Regions from separate parts of the Mus musculus genome. Here region 1 is linked to region 2. Evidence: chromatin contacts called from public HiChIP or PLAC-seq data. All regions are on one chromosome and are shown on one strand. The core of a region is the stretch at or near the end of the contact, and the rest is flanking DNA. Distances in the headings are between cores, read along the strand shown. Region 1 holds the start of 1700026F02Rik (RIKEN cDNA 1700026F02 gene). Region 2 holds the start of Zfp709 (zinc finger protein 709).

Region 1 (5,156 bases), core at 2,615-5,114, 860 kb after region 2:
TAAGTAGTCAAACCCCTCAAAAGCTGACCTGCTCCTGGTAATATACTTTCTCCACCCAGTCCCCACTTCCTGAAAGCTCTACATCCTTCAAAATAGCATCACACAGTGGGAGCCAAAACATGAATCTGTGAGGAGCAATCCAGGCTCAAGCCATAGACTATCAGGTGCACAATGTGTTTAAGAAAGTTGTAAGAATGGCTCCTGAGCAGAGACAGGATCTCTTACCCTCATCTGGTGCTCATTGAGTTATGCATTTCCTGTTACTTTCAAACATTCTTTATGTGCCATCACCACGCTCTAGGATCAAGCAAAGGCAATCTGAAGTTATCTAGTCATTTATGTTTATAGACACATGAAAAAAGAAACTGCTGCAAATGCTATCATAGTTGTGAACCCTGGAATGTTTATAAAACAGGAAGAACTGTTAACAACAGTGAATGGTGACAGCTAACTGAATCTGGAATGTGCATCTCTTATAAGGAAAATAACTGTGGCTACTTAAAGGTGTCCACATTGCCATTTATTCTGTACCCCTTCAACCCTGTGTCTACAGGTGTGAAATATGTGGATGTGAACACTGGGGTACAGGCTGTCCTGCCTGATGAAAATGACCACTATTGTTTTGTATGTATATGCATATAGTATATGACTTATTGCATGCTAAATGTTTTACTTTCTATGCTATATGAGCTCATGTTTTTCATTTGGAATTATGAAACCTAAGATTCCTAATTTTCAGAACTGGCAAGTTTCTTTCCTGTGATTTGAGGACTTACAAAATATATATGTATGTCTGATATATACAATGAGTGATGGTTTTTAATGGTATGCAGGATTCAGAATACCTTCTATTCACTAGTACTCAATATTTAAAAGGAAGACAGCAGGAAAAAGCAACATGAAAGAGAAGTGACTAAACCCTCTGGAAGTCCTAACTTCTTAGCACCTCTGGTTATTCACCAATTCAGAAGGAAAATTCAATGATCCCCAGGTCTCATAAAGAATTCTCTTCACTACCTTGTCTCATTTAAGTCATCGATGATTTGTGAACCAGAATAAACATGGAGCTTGGGCAGAGAGCTGAATCCAGAGACTCCAAGCAGGGGCCCACATTAAGGCTGAAAGGGAGAGCAATGGAGTTCCTTTTGGAGGTTTCTGGACAGATGACCTCCCCTGCACATGGCCTCCAGTGCCCAAAACAGTTGGAAATGCTGACGGTGAGGAGATGCAGAGCACCAGAAAACAGTAGATCCACATTTGAATGTGAAGTCTTCCTAAGGTGGTCACCCTGGCAGCAGTGGGATTGTTTTCTGAAGCACCTTTTTGCTACATCCACTCCAGTAGTGACACGCATTACAGGCCTGAAAACCTGGAAGCAGTCCTGAGGCAGGGAGTTTCAAGGAAACTTTGCCTCCTGGAACCTTGGCATTCTCATAGCCCGTATATTCAAAACCTGTCCCCACGTTAGTCTGGTGTTTGGATCCATGTGCTCTCTTTCAGAATTGTTTTCTTATAAGTGCCTTTAAGGTTTGATTTTGACATAGCTAAGCCTTCACCAGTGTTCCAATGGTTCCTAGAAAATCCTTGAAGCCGACCCTGAGCTTGGAATTCACTAAGAATGTTACCTATTCAGTAACACTTAAATTCACTTCTAGTAGAGACTGTGATACTAATTAGGCATTACAAAGTACAGAACTAGGAAAGCTCAGGGCTAGTCTGCATAGTAATTACTTAGGACAATAGCTGAGTCACACCCAACCACAGGAATACACAATGGCCTAGCAAATAGGTGGGTTGTCACATGAAAGGGTTAGTAGGAGGGAATTCTCCTGGTGCAGGTTTTTTACTAGGCCCAGAGGAATAGCATAATCAGGTATTTACTAAAACCCCTGCTGAGGGTTTAACAATAGACTAGCATTGTATCAGAGCATTCACCTGGCTCCTGTTGTTCCTATTCTCAGTGGTAAACTCCGCCTGGCTCCATCTTTTAATTTATGCATTCTTTTTGTTTTGTGTCAATATAACTTGGTGGATGTGTTCGCCTGGCTTTCTTGTTTTTCTTCTGTATTAAAAGTCTGGTGTTCGTTTGGACAAAATACATTCAGATTCAGCGCTCCCTTGTGTCTGCATCTGTCTGTCAATTCTCGCTGACCCTTACTCACCTGCAATCAGAAACCCATTCCCTACAGATCAGAGACTCAATAGAGGTTAGTCTATGGCACCTTTTGTCTGTGTGTTGGGTGGAATTGCTAGAATCATTCTTTACCTTCAGTAGAGTAATGGCATCAATGGGCTGGGTGCATACCTCAACCATAATGTGCCTGGAAGGAAACAAACTGAAAATTAGGCTGATAGAGTTACTTAGGCAGTCTCTTGGAGTTTATGAATTTGGCATCCTACTTAGGGAGAAACCCTGAAATGCTTCCACACTGGAAGGCAGGGATGGTGTGCCATTGTCAGGCTATAAGTTCCCCCCAAATGGCAGTGCCATTGACAGTATCCTAAATGACAGTCTGGGCTAAGCTCATGCTGAACTCAGGAGGATTGCTAGCAGATAGGGAAAAGCTTACACTCAACCTTTCTCGAAATCCTGTGAAATTGGTCCACAGCTAGGCTAGAGTCTTGGCTCTTCTCTCCCCTAACCTTCAGTCTGTTCTGGCTTGTAAGACTTTCCCGGACATTTTTTGTTATTCTCTCTGCCCACTCTCAGCCTCCCAGAGGTAGCCATGGAAGCTTAGAATTCCCCCCAAATCCCTCAGGCCATTTCTCTAGCACCCAAGAGCCACATAACAGCTTCATATTTAAAATAAAGCCATCAATGGAGCAGTTCAATGTTTCACTGTGCCCTTCCTTATGGCTATGATGACCTCCAAGTTACATCCTTCCTGGTGATGCATCCAAGGCTTTATTTTAGTTCTGTTGCCTCTCAGGTTTGGAAATCTATTCAGCCTTCTAAATGTCTAGAGTCACTTTGACTTTGGTTACAGCTTACTAATGTCTGGGTTAAGTCAAGTGTTTATTTTACTCAGTGTGTGCTGTTAAAGTGTGTACAATTGTATGCACCCACTTGTGTCTGTAGGGAAGCCATATCATACCTCTCTCTCTCTCTCTCTCTCTCTCTCTCTCTCTCTCTCTCTCTCTCTCTCTCTCTCTCTCCCTCTCTCTCTGTTGTCACGGTCTCTCTTTAAACCTGTAGCTCACCATTGGACTAGACGGGCTGGACAGCAAACCCCACAGATTCTGTCCAGCCCTACCACCCATCAGCAGCAGCACCTCCCCAGTTCTTAGACAGCAGCCATGTGCTTCCATCCTTTTTACATAGAGATCCTAACTCAGGTTACCATGCTCGTGGAGACAAGGATGTTACCCACTGAGCCATTTTCCTTTCCTCTGTGGAAAATTGTGGCACATACCTTCAGTTTCTGTATGCATTGGATAATAGTATTCTCTTCCTTTTCTTTGCTAAAATTGAATAGATTCACAGAAAATTTTGGCAAAAAGCTGGCCATAAAGTCAACTGACTGCCTCATGCCAAACTCCTCAAGCTTGACATCCTCTCACTGTCCTGTCCCTGTGCGTCTTGCCTGGCCTAGACAGCCCTTCTTTTTCTCCAGGGTCAAAAACAGGGTCAGAAGCAGATTGGCTCTGCAAAGCCAGGTACAAGCTCTATTTAAATGTAATTAAGGTCACAGGAAGCCCTTGCTGAGAAAATCTGCTGCGAAGTGCCATTTGGGATCCTGATCATCTGGTTGCTTATTCCGTTGCTCCGGGCTCCCCATTGGGTTTCTGAGAATTAGCGAATCAGGACCATGGGCGCAGTCAGAACTGTTCAAACAGGAGCACGAGGGGTTGAAGCAGACGTTACTGGCCTTTCTTCCTGACACCCTGTCCTGTCAGCTGCGGGAGTCCGAGGTGGCTGAGATTCACTGGCCCTGTGACCCCTGAGCCAAGGAGTTTCTTAAGAGATTGTAGGAGCCCTGGACTCAGACAAGTGAGAGGCCGATGTGCGGGCGTGGATGGGGCGGGGTTGTGGGAGGGGCTCTCGGTCTTTCAGCTCCCTGGAGTCCAATCCCACTGGAGCTTCTGCGCAGCTGCACCCGGGGTGTCTTGTGCGGGGTGGGGGGTGGGGTGATGAGCTGAAGGTAGGAGTAAGGGTGGGGTGAGCTGGGGGCGGAGCTGAGGGAGGGCTGGGTTGGGTATAATGGTGAGTGGACTGGGGACGGGGTTGGAGCCCAGCTACAAGTTCTCTGAGCAGCTAGGATACCTGAGAGACTTTGCATTCAAGAAAAATATTCTTTAAAACACTAAGTTGCCCCCTTGTGCCTGTGTTTGGCCTGACAGTAAGTTCCTTCGTTGGAAACGGGAAATCCACAGATATTTATGGTTGGCCTTAGAATAGAAGCGTCTCCTCTGAGGTAATTCTTACTAACCTTGGACCAGAGGCATTTATTTAAAAACAAAATGTATCTATCCACTGCCAGTACGTTCTCAATAGGGTTGGGGCCTGGAAATCGCCCACATACACACACCCCATCTATGCAGATGTTTTGACTGACTTGATCTTGTGTGTTATGCAGGTGGCCACAGCTGCTGTGAGTTCAGACAGCCCTTCACAGCCCTTCTCCAGATTCTTTCCTCCTCCATTCCTGTAGTGTTGCTGGTGGGTTAATATAGGTATCCCATTTAGGCCTGGGTCCTCAGTCTCTTTGATTCTCAGCGCTTTGGCCAATAATGCATCTCTTCATTGACTGCGGTCCACTGATAAAAGAAGATTCAGGGCAGCCCAGGTCAATGGTACAATCATTCTTTTTTGAGAACATGGCAACTGGTAGGTTTCCCATGCTCCCATGGATACCCCACACCCATGCATAGCACATATGGACAGCACAACCTGGGTTATCAAGAAAGGAAAAGACAAGAAGTTGTGATGGAGGAGTGGGAGGGACATGGGAATTGAAGGTAAGAAATGGGAGTAGACATGTTCATATTTCATTCTAAGTATGTATGAAATTCTCAAAAATAAAGTTTTAAAGTACAGCTGAAGGTTTCCTATGCCCTTATTTGAAAATGTTGTACTAGGGGAGAAGCCCAGTTGTGAGTATAAGCATCTGGAGATGTTTGTAGAGGAGGGTTTTTCATAGGAACTATTGAGATGC
Region 2 (5,188 bases), core at 234-2,733:
TATGTGTGTGTATGTGTATCTTAAAAAAGCATACTAGTGGAATTAAAGACACAGATTAACACTAATCCAGTATTAGGTCATTTTAATACCTGTGTCCAATAGACAGGTTATCTGGATAAGAACTAGAGAAACATCAATATTCCACCAAAATATGAAAGAATATACATTCTACTGAGCAGTTCATGGAGGCTTCTCAAAAACAGATCATATCTTGGGACATAAAACAAAGCTTAACAAATTCTGAAAGGCTGAAATAACTTATGGGTCTTACCTGTCCACTGTGCAATGGAACTTAAAAATAACTGCAAACAAGTCTCTAGTAAGCATGCAAACTCACAGAAATTAAACAACTTAGTACTGAATGATGAATGGGCTAAAGAGGAAATAAAGAAAGAAACCAAAATTCCTGGAACAATATCAAAATGAAAAAAACAACAAAACCTTCAGGAACACATAAAAACAGAGTCCTATATGAAAGGAGTCTATAGCTTTAAGCGCATACATTAGAAAACCAGGAAGCCTGATTCCCTCACAGTTCACAAAGGAACCCAAAGACAGGCCAAACTGTCCATAAGCTTAGAGACCATCTTAGTACATAGGCACAGCTCATAAAATATATTACTACAGAAACTGAGTAGAGGAACTCTTAGTGGACAAGACATTTCACTTGGGGATCTCCACATACCTTATTTTCCTTCTTTCCATTTCCCCTTTGATACATAGCACCGACTACAGGCCATCTCTAACTAACTCAACTAACTAAAGGCCCACTTTTGCTTCAAAACAATAACCTCATCAGTAAAAACAAAATCCTTACCAAGCAATGTTTCCTTAAGTTTCTCTCCTTTTTTTCCAGTACCCCGGAGATGCTAGCACATCTTATATTTGGGGCTTCCCCTCTATTGCAATTCTCCTTTGAAATAGAATTTGCCCTTCATTCCACTTTAGATCAATGCCCACATCATTTCTAGGACAAAACATTTGTTATTTCTCTCGCCCCAACTACTTGTGTAGTTTTAATGAGTTTGTCAAACGGTAAATATCTAAACATTTAGGGACGTTTAGGCCTAAGAAGTACTGGGATGGGGTGGGGAAAGCAAATTCATGGATTTTTGATGTTGTTTCTAAAGACCATCAGAGGTTCTCAGGAACGTGAGTAGTAGTGGATCCCTGGCCCAGAGCCTGGAGCCCCTCGGCTCTCTGCACCGCGCACTCAGGAGTCCCAGGTGCAGACCTGCAGAGGCGAAGGTGAAGAAGACGCCGGGGTCCCGCCACCCTAGGAGCAGGGGGTCGAGGGCTTCCCAGCAGGCCTGCCTATCCGCCTCGCTCACCCAGGGCTCACCATGTCTGCTCCCAGGGCCTCCAGCGGCCCCGCGGCGGTTCCTGGGCTCGCCCGTCTCCGGGCCACGGAGGATCGATCAGTCACCTCGGGTTCTCAGCTGACCGGACAGCACCGCGCCGGAAGGGAGCGGGCGGCAGAGGCACTTCCGCCTTGTCCGCAGGAGCTTCTGAAGGGTCAGCAGACGCACGCGCTGTCCCGCGCATCCTTGCGGCTCTCAAAACTGTTCCTGCTAAAGTGTCACATGGCTAGGGAGGTTCTCTTGAGCTCGTACAGCTCTGCGGGTGTGACAGCACCCGAAAATGAGAGGGCAGGGGAGGGACTTCCGCTACGCCCGCCGGTCCCCAGGTTCTGACAGCTCTCGGTCCACCCAAGGCCTTCACCAAGGCTCCCGGGGTTGGCGACCCCTACTACCTCAGCTGCCACGACAATGCAATCCTGCGACAATCCTGGCTCACGGAAAAAGGATGGTGGAAGAGGAACTTCCGCTCTGCTCTCCGACTGTCTTCATTGGACAGTTCATACCGCTTTCTGCCTTTTGATGAGTGTTCAGCTAGTGAGGAACAGAATAAGCGAGTCCCTACCGGACTGAGGAGAACCAAAACGACATATTCCAACCATAACCCTTTCTAGCTAGGTTTCTTTTCTTGTTGAAGACCAGCCCAGATTGGTAGATAAATTCCATTAAAGCAGAAATCTCCTGGCTTTCCTGAGAGAGAATCCGTTTCTACCTGTCCTCTATAGATCTTTCTGGTTGCCGATTTCTGGAGAAATGTCTCACAGAGTGTCTCACAGAGACAGCCCTTTACCTCAGAGAACAAATGTATTTTCCGGAGAAGCAGAAAGTGTCTACCACCTGCTCGAGACCTCCATTCAGGCAAAGCCAGGACACACACACACACACACACACACACACACACACACACACACACACGTTGCTGCAGAAAATTTTTAGGCTGAATCAGTATGAAGCAAGACTAAAGTTTAAAACGATTTTTAGTATAAATTAAACAGTAGCATTACGAAAGGTGTAATGGGCCTGGAGAGATGGTTCAGCGATTAAGAGCACTGGCTGATCTTCCAGAGAGCCTGGATTCATTTCCCAGCTCACACAGAATGTATCAAGCCCGGTTCCAGGAGCTCTTAACATCTACCTTCTTACCTCTGCTAGAGAAGGCAGGTATGTGGTACACAGACATATATGCAGGCAAAATACTCCTAAGTATAATATAAGAAATGTGGCTTCCTATATTAGGGTTCTCTAGACTCACAGAACTTATGGATTGTCTCTATATTTTAAGGGAATTTATTGTAATGTCTTACAGTTGGTAGTCTAACTAACCCAACAATGGGCAGCTGGGAATGGGAAGTCCAAGGCTCTATTAGTTGCTCAGTCTCACGAGGCTGGCTGTGTCAGCTGGTCTTCTGTATAGGCTGGGATCCTGAAGAAGTAGGTTGCAACAGATGGCAAGTAAGTGTAAGCGGGCAAAGAGCCTTCTTTCAATTTCTTTTTGTAGGACTCCAGCAGGAGGTATGGCCCAGATTAAACGTGTGTACTACCATGCCTAGATTTGGAACTTGCTTTGTTCCAGGCTGGCCTTGAACTCAGAGATCTGCTTGCCTCAGTTTTCTGGGACTAAAGGTATGTATTACCTTGCCTGGGCCTAAGATTTTCACAGCCACTGTGGCTCAAGATCTCCATGTCAAGATCTGGGTCAGAAGCTTGAGTCTTCAGCCTCAAAATTTGTATCATAGGTGTGCCCTCCATTTCTGGATTGTAGTTCCCCTTACCTCCTGGGTTCTCAGTTTATTTTACACTTCCATTCATTTACCTGCAAGTTTTATGATTTGTTTTCCTTTACAACTGAATAGAATTTCCATTGTGTTTATATTGTTATGCCCAGGTCTCAGGAACCCCAGAAGAACTCTAAGAATTGCCAGTCTGATGCAATATAACAAAGAGAGCCTTAATTTATGAGTCAGTCTCAGATCGCAAGCCTTCTCCCACTGTGCAGGTTAGAAATGCAATGCCTATGTCCAGGGGCTTAGAGTATTTATATGCACACGCATAAGCAGGGAATCCTCGGGCTTTGGGGTTCCATAACAGGGGAGGTGACAAGGGGAAGAAGCATCCTTCAAACCTGCTATCTTTTGTTCAGACAGCGGGGCAGAATCATGCAGCTGGAAGTGGGGGACTCTTCTGACCTGGGAAGTAACTTTATGGTGCTATCAGGAACTAGTGTGCTTTTACAAACTGGTCAAAGCTGTCTAGGAACACTTAACTGCCCTTCTCTCATGGCCCAAGAGTGGGCCACTGTATCATTTCAAGGCTGTTTGGTCCTTGTTTCCCTCAAGGACAGGAGCCATCTGCACTGGAGAAAAATTAGTTATCTATCAAGGAGAGTGCCAGCCTCGGTGACACAGAGGCTGGGATGTGTTGCCCTTTGTCTGTTCCCAAAGCTGGCAGCTGCTGCTCCCTGAGTGGGAGTGGGGGGCTGTGGGGTGGGGTGGGCAAGAGTATCGATTAGCTGGAAAGTGCAGAGGCAGGTTTCCTGCTGTGTCTCTTCAATATACCACATTATCCACTCATAAGTTGATAGACATTTGGTTGCTTCTACTATGAATAGAGCACCAATGAACATGACTGAGCCAATATCTGTGGAGCAGGATGTAGAGCCTTTTGGGCATATGCCAAGGAGTGGTATAGCTGGATCATTTTTCTTCACAAGATTTTGATCTCTAGCATATTATAACACAAATGTATTAAATGAGATTATTTTAACAGCAGTTCTTCCCCAGTTGTCAGTTTTCTGACCATGTTCTTATTTCCATATGAATTTTAATAGCTGTTTCATGATCTGCACAATTTAATGAATATTATTCCTTCTTATACTCTGCTTCCTCAGCAGGGCTTATAAACTCTGATAACCTAAGGGTTCTCTTCAAAAGTGCTTCCAGATTGAGAGCCTTGCTGAGTCACCCACTACTGTGTTTCCTCCTACCTGTTTATCAAGGCCCCCTTTTACAACTATGTTCTGATTATTTAAGTAACACATATTAATCCCTTATGAGTCTATGGTAATTCTCTTCCAAGGTGTAAATTGTTACAACCTTAGCTTTAAAAAATTATTTTGGAGGGAATGGAAGGGAATATCCTTTCTCACAGACTACATCTCAAACTCTCTTTCTGCACCCAGAGGAAGTGAGTTCTAACTTTTCCACAAAGTTTTCAAAGAGAGATGCTTGAGTTATTTTGAACACCATTGTATATTAGAGGGAGGAAATAACTTTCACTCCATTCGGGCTACTCAGTGCTCTATAGCAGACTTATGTTAATAAACTGTTGGATGACAGACAAATAGAAGTGGACACAGACAATCATATTGATAAAAGTCTTCACACAAATATCATTAGAGAACATATACAAGTGACTTGTCCATGGAGATAAACAGTATATTACAACCACAGTTTTTGTTAAAATACTGAAGTGCTGTTTTCAAGGTCTGAAGTCAGTTCACATATGACTGAGGTTTTAAAATAACCATCAGAATTCATGAATGTGTTTTATCTTTGAACTTATGAAGATAATTTCTGCCTGGTGTTGGCAAAATTACGTGGTGTTTTGGGGGGAAAAAAAACCATGTGCACAAGCAGCCCTGCATTAGAAGTCATGATGTAGAACACTTCCACTGCAGCCAGGACCTCCACTTAGTGCTTTGGTAGATAGGGAGGAAAGTTACCCAGGCGCTGCAGAATACCAGCATGCTGAGGTCAAGAACTTGGCTTCATTGAATGTGTCAGGCAGGTTTTTCTACACAGAAAACCTCAATGAAGCTTCCTAGATCCAGA

What was found. HiChIP or PLAC-seq counts read pairs in DNA pulled down with a chosen protein or histone mark.
Region 1: an H3K4me3 HiChIP or PLAC-seq map of embryonic stem cells shows a contact between it and region 2, with 10 times the contacts expected there. The contact joins the promoter of 1700026F02Rik here to the promoter of Zfp709 in region 2. A contact is called at or near these places in 3 of 115 datasets of contacts at active chromatin or transcription factors (embryonic stem cells and stem cell-derived neural progenitor cells) and 1 of 9 other capture datasets (liver).

The regions. Positions count from the first base shown.
Region 1 is chr8:71,025,463-71,030,618 of GRCm38.p6, reverse strand. 1700026F02Rik (RIKEN cDNA 1700026F02 gene) reads left to right here and starts at 3,864. Exons shown (of 3, transcript NR_045487.1): 1 at 3,864-3,991.
Region 2 is chr8:71,878,363-71,883,550 of GRCm38.p6, reverse strand. It overlaps Zfp709 (zinc finger protein 709), which reads right to left and starts at 1,483. Exons shown (of 4, transcript NM_145624.4): 1 at 1,343-1,483. The coding sequence starts at 1,345. It overlaps Gm5373 (inversin-like), which reads left to right and starts at 3,032. Exons shown (of 13, transcript XM_017313040.2): 1 at 3,032-3,354. The coding sequence starts at 3,314. It also overlaps the pseudogene Vmn2r-ps91.